2 separate regions of the Gossypium hirsutum genome follow, and region 2 is linked to region 1. Evidence: chromatin contacts called from public Hi-C data. All regions are on one chromosome and are shown on one strand. The core of a region is the stretch at or near the end of the contact, and the rest is flanking DNA. Distances in the headings are between cores, read along the strand shown.

Region 1 (4,340 bases), core at 1,045-3,544:
CCTGAGAAGATATATAAAGGATGTCATAACAAGGATATAAAAGGCACCAGTTAACAAAGTCTAACACTATTACTCCGGTATTGAGATCATTGCTCTATAACCATAGATTGTGAAAAAGAATATGTATAATGCCAATAGCATGAAAAGTTTCCCTGGGCAAGCACAAGCAAAGCATTAACAAATAAAAAGCCATAGCAACTTAACCTTTAGTCCATAAAACATCTATTTCCAACGTGAAGAAAAAATTTTGTCCGGTATATTCACAGAGAGGAAAATCAATTTACTAAATATATGGAAGTATATCACATGACCTATGTCCAAAGGCAATTGCTATCAAAACTGTTGTTTGAAAGAAAATGAAACATTAATGGATCAATCAAGTAAAAACACAGGTATTGTTATCGGTATCCTGTCATTCATACTAGAGTGCCTTACTACAACCTCAGAAAGCTTCATGACATGGCATCGCAATGGTCCTATGCAACTACAAGCAGTACAAACCAAACCAAACTTTCACCCATGCTCCTCCCCCGACTTGACCATTCACTAACTCCTGAAGCTCACGAAATCACATAGATCCCATACAATTTCATGCAACTTTAGCACATATGCAATCAGGATGTTTCATCATTCATACATATTTTCCATTGGTTCTACAATCGTAAAATGTACCAACACTACCACAATCATGCACTACAAACAAAACCAAATTTTCACAGTTGCTTCTTCCCTGAGTAGACCAGTCACTAACTCCTAAAGATTCGGGATTCAAAATGACCGCATACAGTTTCATGGAACTTTCCCATCTATGCAATCAAAATGTTTCATCGTTCAGATTGATTTTCCATCAGTTCCACATTCAAACAAACGCAGCAACAACCACATCTGTAAACGATGCTTACAAGCTGAGGAGAAGAAAGATTTTCCTCGACTTCAAACGCTTGAACTAAACAGTTACAAATAGAAGTAATTGGGATTGAATACATGTTTCATTAAACATAACCACTTCCAATAAACACTAATCGAAATATTCCTACAATTCAACTCAACCAAACTCAAGAAAACTAAGATAAGGTTTAACCCCCAAGTAGTTGGAACTTACTAAATCAGTCCTCTTTACTCGATCCCACTGAGTTCAATCCATATTTGATCATTTCTTTCAGCAGATGCTCGAACTAAAAGAACTTTCAACAATGAATTAAAGAACGAATTTCATCGAACTTAAGCCTAAGCTTGACTAATTTCACAAAGAAACAAGAACCCATAGTTGCACAAGAATTAAGAAAGGAAGAAAAAGTTACCGGCACAAACGGCCAACGTGCAAAAGACCATCAGTAGAAAAACCAGAGCATTTATCAAGCTTCAAAACCTGCAAAACCTTCCCTCTAGACCTAGCCAAAACTTCCAGATCCGAATCTTTAACAATCATTCTTCTGAAATGGACGGCTTTCAAGCAATTGAAATTCTCCGCTATTTCATTCACCCACGGCGTAACGTACCCACCCCAATCTTCAGGTATCAAATTAAACATCGCAGCCCGAGGCTTCCCTTTCAATTTCAAGGATTCCAAGTGACGGAACCGTCGCCTCAACCGATCGGGACTCGTCGTGTAACAAAGCGCGATCGTTATGTGCTTACGAGTCAGCGCGTCGAGCTCGTACCACCGCCTGCAAACTAGAGATACGGCGTCGCGGTCTTTCGGGTCGTCGATGTACGGCATCACGCAGCCTAATACGACATCGGACATACCGGGTTGTGACGTCATCGTTTTGTGCAACTTATTACCATTTTCCTCCATCTAATAAATCAAAACTGATCTTTTTTAAAGGGAAATTAAAATCAAAACGGTTTTTTAACCCAAAACAGACAAAAAAGAATGGATCGATCTGATTAAAGAAAGTAAAACACTTTTTTTTCAGAGCTCTGTTTTATTTTTTCATAAAAGAAAAGGCGGTAGGATCCGAAACGAAACGGAACTCAACCGGCTATAAAACGAATCGGGTCAGATAAGGATCGGGTCGAGAAGGTATGGGGAAGAAGAGATTGTTGATTGAGCACACAGAAAAGCGAAGAGAAAAGAGCTGAGAAAAAGTTTCAGTAGATAAAGGAGGGTCGAAATGGACGGCCGAGATTCATCAGAAAAGAAGATCCAAGTGAAAAATATAATTATAGGATCAGACCAGACAATTCAGCTGCTCTAAATTAAATATATATATATTAAAAATACAAAAGAAAATAGTATTGCAACCAATTAGTGGAGACTGAAAAATAAATTTAATAATTTTTTATTGGTTGCGTCCGTATTGGAAGTATTAATGTGATGTGGTACATCTCAGTCTTTCTAATTGTTGAATTATTCCACTACTTTTTTAATCTGATTAAATTTAATTATTAATTATATTCTGCACCCAGCAGTTGTCATCCTTGTGGCCTTTCTTAATTTTCAATAATATTTTTTTTCGTAAAAAATGATTATTAAAAGCAGCTGCTATTTCATGCTTTTCCTTTTTTTTTTTTTGGGTAAAAGAGAAAGAAGGTGGGAGAAACCCAAGGAATTAACCAGTACAGTTAATGTTTATTCCTAAGCTCTCTTGTAGTAGAACCAAAACCATTTCCTGACTGAAAGAGTAAAAGCCAATGGGGTTCTTCTTGGTTGATCTAGACAAGATATCAGTTGCCCTATTTGCTTACAATTTAATCTCCCAACTTTGGACCAACAGCTCGCAAATATCCTATACAAGCTATCAGGTACCCTGTTTTGCTCTTTTCATATGCATTTCATGTTAGTCTTAAAGTAACGCCTTTGCTTTCAATCTAGTTACATCTTATACAAGCTCATGCTGCTAGTTTCCCACTTCTCTTCCCATGTGGCATAGGATAGGAGTAATACTTCATTTCATATCTCCTTAGAAAAGGACACCCAAAGAAAATGTGGCTTTTGGTTTCTTGTTCCACATGGCACATTCCATTAATGCGTGCCTTTGGTATGTAGTCTGTCACGAATGACCATCCAAATTAAGAAATGAATGCTTTCAAATATGAACTGGGAACCACAAAACCAATTTTGTCCTATTCCACAAGTTCTTAACATACTCATATTTTCTCCTCAAACTTTAGCCGCAATATATTTGTCACTAGGGAATCTCCACACAACACCATTCCGGAACACAATTTTTTTATGCAACATCATGCTTTTGTAAGAATTTCTTCCAAATCCAACTATAATTCCAAGTAATTAACACTACGTTTGGTTGACATGAATAACCAATCAATTCCTGGTTAATTCGATGATAAACAATTATTCATTAATTTGATTCACCGAATCCTTCATTCGACGAAATCTCATTCATTATCCATTCTACCTTCTCCCGTAATGGCCATTCCCCACCAAACCCAAAGAATAGGACTACACAACCACCACCGAATAAAGAAAAAAACATAACTTCCCATTCTTGCCCTGTACCACTCTCCCTCATCAAACATCTCAAGCCACCACACCCCCAACCATGTCTCCTCATTCCTGTTCGGTTATTCTCATCCCATGACGATCATTGAAATTGTCAAAAACTTTCCCAAAGTTTAGACGAGTAAGGTTATTATTCCCATCAATCTCACTTCCATTGTGAGAATTTCATCTCTTTGCTTTTTTGCTTGTATTCACTAGTAGGGAGCTGTGAAAAAAATTGAGTTTTCGAAAAAAAATTGTCAATTGGTTGATCCGATTGTTTTAGGGCAATTTAGGTTAGAAATCTAAGCTTGTTGTTTTCAAATTGCATTTGGTTTTTATGGGCATTTCTGTTTATTGCAAGAGATTTTAAGTTGCTTGTCTTAATAGCAAAGGATTTCAATTTTAGGTTGGGATTTATTGTTTGTGGTAAATGGGTAGTTGGGTTTTGGATTTTGGATTTTGAGCTCTAAATCAATTACAAAGTTTTTGAGCAAGAAAAACAAATGTGAGACATGGGAGATGAGGAAATCGTTAAAGAATTTTCTTAAGACTCTTGAAGCTGATATTCATTTCGCCAATACCTTGTAATTTCTTCTTTCCTTTTCTCTTACTTGGCTTTCTGTAGATGAGCATGATTCATCATTTGATAGAAAGCTTGTCTAGCCTCTCCATCATGGCAACTCGTAGCCAGTCTAGAATCGGATCGCGCTCTCTCTTGAGCGGGAGTAGGCACATTAGTCTCAACATCGTCAGCTACCGCTCGTTCGGAATCCATTTACTATATAAAAATACATTTTCATTGTCAGGATTCCTCACACTATCGCAGTTCATAAATATGGCATGTATAGCTAGACTCACATACGCTACATTAGTCCTAGAATTGACTAAACCA
Region 2 (4,340 bases), core at 709-3,208, 530 kb after region 1:
CAATTTCTGTCAGTTCTCCCTTGCAAGTCGACCTTGTGTAGTTCTTTGATTTCTTAGAGTGACGGAGGAATACTTTGCCTAAACCCGAACTGGTGCATCACTTGATCAGATTCGTGCATCTCCACTGTAAAAAAAATTATCAATAGCACCTTGACGTGCCAGATATTGTGATTGGCTAAAAATTCGACCGGGATGTATTCTTGAATTCTCTGATTAGTGTATGACATCCATTCGAATTATAGTACGAAATTAAAAATTTTATTATCTACCTAATATTAAAATTCAAATTCTTACGTAAATATTATTAATTTAAAAATTCAAATACTAACATAGGCTTTCGATCATTGATCTAAAAATAGTTAGATATCTTCGAGCTCATCTGCTATACTCACATAACTCATCTTATTGTTCCACCTATTAAAATAATATATTATTTCAAAAATATAATAATGAAAAAGTATTATGATAACTATCTTATCAAATGTATTTTACCTTATTACGAGTGGGAAAGAATAAGGGGTGTTTACTTGGGAACATAAAAATGATAGTTGATACCATGCTCATGTCCTTAGAAGGAGTATGCAACCACCGATTTTAATTTTTTTTTGGTTGCGTCGCCCGATACATCTCTCAGTACAATGTGGCCAATATAATTTATCTCCAACTAAGTTGTCCTGCTTCTTTCAAGTCGACGAGTTGTAGTATCTACCTTAAATGTACTAGATTTTGAGATTTATCAAACATTAGAAAACCCCTGATTGACCTTAGGATGAATGCCCGGGGCATATTATTCTCTTTTAATGGTAATCACGAAGTTGTCGATATAATTGAAATTTTCTTCCAACCATAGTATCTTCCCTAATAGTTGCTTGCAAATTGCACTCCAATCGCCAATGACATTGCCGCTGTAATGATTGGTCCATCCACCGATAAACTGAATTGTAAAGCTACGTCCTTGAGTGTAATAGTACACTCACTGCACGAAAGATAGAATGTGTATGTCTCAGGTCTCCATCTTTCCATCAAAGCACGAATAAATGTGGGATCTTGTTTAGTCCCCTCTACCATACGAGACATGTGCAAGAATCTCACCTCTTGCAAGTGTTATTCACTAACACGTGGTGCCCTCACAATTAAATTGTGTATGTACGTCTCTAAAATTTGATTTTTGGCCTGATTATATAAACATAAAAAAATTATAAAATTAATAATATTAACAACTTAATAATGAACTTAATTAAAATTAAAAATTTTAATAAATTTTCTTACCATTTACAATAGGACACAAAAAATGTGATTGTCCTCAAAACGAATAAGCATAATTTTCATTATAAAAATCAATTAAAAAAAGAAATTACAAAGTATAAAATTAAAACAACAAGATTTTGAGAAAAATTGAATGAAAATTTGATAACTAAAAAATTTAGAGAATTGAAAGAATGGATGAATTAAGTGAATTGATACAACTATTAGAATGTGATTTAAATGAAAAAAAAACTAATTTATATAGCAAATAAAATAAAAAAATGATTTGAGTTTATACAGTAAATAAACTAACTGTTTTTAGTTGTTGAAGAAAATCTTTCTCGTTACATTTTTGATAATGCCTCCTACTAGACACAGTTTGATATGACTTGATAGGAAAGTAGGTGAATTTACCCTCAGTTATTAGCTTGTTTCATATACTTTTTTTTAATTTATCCTTTCTTCAAGCGAAGAATAGGAAAATTCTTCTAATTCTTGTTGGAATCTAAATGTGGAAAAGAAAGTGATTTTTTATATTTAATGGGCTTAAATCATAGGCTTAAAAGAACTGGGTATTTAGCTGGTTTTCTTAACGATAATAAGGCAATGTTTGGTTGGGTGTAATAGGAATAAATTATAGCCCAATTCAATGGGCCCACCACCAAACCAACATTTGGTTGCCTGTAATGGCTATTACACGCTGAATGGAATCAGCTTCCATGATACTACGGCCCGTAATAGCAATTCAGGGGCTTGGGGTCTGATTAGCTATTCAAAGGAACGAGTAATAACATTTTTCCCTATTTTGGACCAAAATATCCTGTCTCTCATCTTCATCTTCGTCGTTTTCACTTTTACACTTCCGACAATTTCTTCATAAACATTTTTCCCAAAGTAAACCCTATAGAAATTGGATCCTTAATCGACGAAAAATCAAGCTTCATTCACCATCTTCATCTTCCTTCCGTTGAACCTCCTTATTTACGGTAAGTGATCGCCTTTGATTCTTTTTTTTTCCTATGATTTTGTTAGTTAAAGTTCTTTTTCGGTCTCACTCTGATCCTTCTCGGTTTCTTCATTAGATCCTCATAATTTTTGTGTTCTTTTTTTTGGGGGGGGTTTCTAGAGTTTGATTTGGTAGCTGAATTATTTTGGGTTTTAATGAATCAAAAGCTTCAGCAAATTATTTTAAAATGTTCTTAGTTTGTTTGTGTGAATTTTGTAAATGTTTCATGCTAAATTTTTGTTTCTTAATTTTTGTTTCATGATTTAAGTGGCTGTGCTATGGTGTTACCCCTTTCTAGCTACTATTGTATCTGCTGCCTTGAAGTTCACCAGTCGCCACCGTCGTCTCCAACTGCCGCTATCGGCGTCGAGTTCAAATGAGGCTATGCTGCCATTTTTTTACCAACTTTTTGCTTATTTGTTTGCGTAGCTTGGGTTGTAAAATGTGAACAAAGTTAAGCTATTTGTTCTGCTCTTTCTGTCATTCTTCTTGTTTTTCTTCCTTCACACCACTCTCCTACCACCGTCAGCTTTCTTATTGAGGTCACATTCCATCGATTACCCTAACCAATCAAGATCCCATGGCTACACCATTGCCAATTCCACCTAAACTCCCTTGCAGCTAAAAGCTCTGACCTTTACTGCTTCGCTTGCCATGCTTACTTCTTTTCTCATTTTCCTCTTATTATTCCTATCTCCGGCTTTTTCTTTAAATTTGTGCTTTCTACTGAGCTTTTTATCTGATCTCTCATAGAAGGGTTAAGTATTACATTTGCTCAATCAATTCTGAGTATTATGGATGCTACTTGCGTCTGTTTGAATGCAAAAGCAAAATGGAATTCGATTTCATTTTGTTACGTTTGGAGTAAGAAATGTTAACTTTTTTCATTTTCTAATTTTTTTGCTTTTTTATGTGTTGTTTAATTATTTTAGAGTTGCAGAATTCTCACTGTAAATAAGTGCAAAAGTCTGTAATAGAAATTTGATAAATATGTATTGTTCACTTTTCACAATATTCCTAATTGCTCATATTCTTTAGTGAGCTACAATAACAGAAAATTAACTAAAATAATTGTTCCCCCCCTAAAACTACAGGTAGAGTTTCGTGATGTTGACAATGGAAACAAAGTAAGTTTACACTTCGGCCCTGAGGAGCCTGTTGAAAGTATGCATCTTAACTTGTTGAATTATTTACCCAGTTTGGTTAAGTTTAAGTATTTGTGGGCTATGGTTATGGTATTGCATTGAGCTTGAACATCATATATGACTTAAGATTCTGCTACGAGATCAATGAGTTATATTCCTTTTATATTGTTTTGCAGGCCTAAGACATTTGACCAACTGCAAGTACTATTGGACTTATCGGCAAGTCTGCTGCTTACCTAAAAGGTTGAAAAAATTAAGACTGGACTTGTTGTGTACTTGGTCTGCTGGAACTAATTTTAATTCTCCTTTTATAACTTTTACCTCTGTTTTCTGTTATAGAGTTGACACTTCCATTACTACAGTCACTAATTATCCTTGCACTCATCTTCATCATCATTAAGATCTTGCTATGCCATTAAAACTTGAATGTGATCTATTGTTATGGTATTGCATTGAGCTTGAACATCAGATATGACTTATGGTATTGCAGTTTTTGTTGGATGAGTTTTTCTAAAGTGCCATTGAATATTAATCCCCAATACAAAGTAAAAGTGTTTGTTTGGCCCTGTTGTTGTGTTCATTTTGCCTTTGGTTTTTTACTAAATTTATTTTTATTTAAATTTTTTAGTTGGAACCATTATGTGTTAAATGTGTAGTGGTCTATTATTTTCAACCTTGGTTTATTATTTCCTTTTTAATTAATTTAATACAATACAAAAATATTAATTGCCTCTAAATCCCCACCCCTTACCATCAAATAAACAATATTTACTTTTTAATAATGCATATTATCACCTATTTTTTATAAAAAAAACTATAATGTTTTATATAATCACATTATGCAATATCATAATACCACCTTAGGTTTAAATTTAAGAAAAATTGTCAAATTTCAATACTAATGTGAATAAAAATAAATTTAGAGATTAAATTAAAAAACATAT

Evidence for each region. Hi-C and Micro-C count contacts between places; a contact is called where the count stands out from the background.
Region 2: a Hi-C map of leaf shows a contact between it and region 1, with 3 times the contacts expected there. The contact joins the promoter of LOC107941173 here to the promoter of LOC107955293 in region 1. A contact is called at or near these places in 6 of 34 Hi-C or Micro-C datasets (anther, callus, hypocotyl and 1 more).

Annotation. Positions count from the first base shown.
Region 1 is chrA05:78,031,219-78,035,558 of Gossypium_hirsutum_v2.1, forward strand. It overlaps LOC107955293 (coronatine-insensitive protein 1), which reads right to left and starts at 2,295. Exons shown (of 3, transcript XM_041111846.1): 1 at 1,302-2,295; 2 at 1. The coding sequence starts at 1,798.
Region 2 is chrA05:78,564,640-78,568,979 of Gossypium_hirsutum_v2.1, forward strand. LOC107941173 (auxin transporter-like protein 2) reads left to right here and starts at 1,959. Exons shown (of 11, transcript XM_016874728.2): 1 at 1,959-2,231; 2 at 3,573-3,639.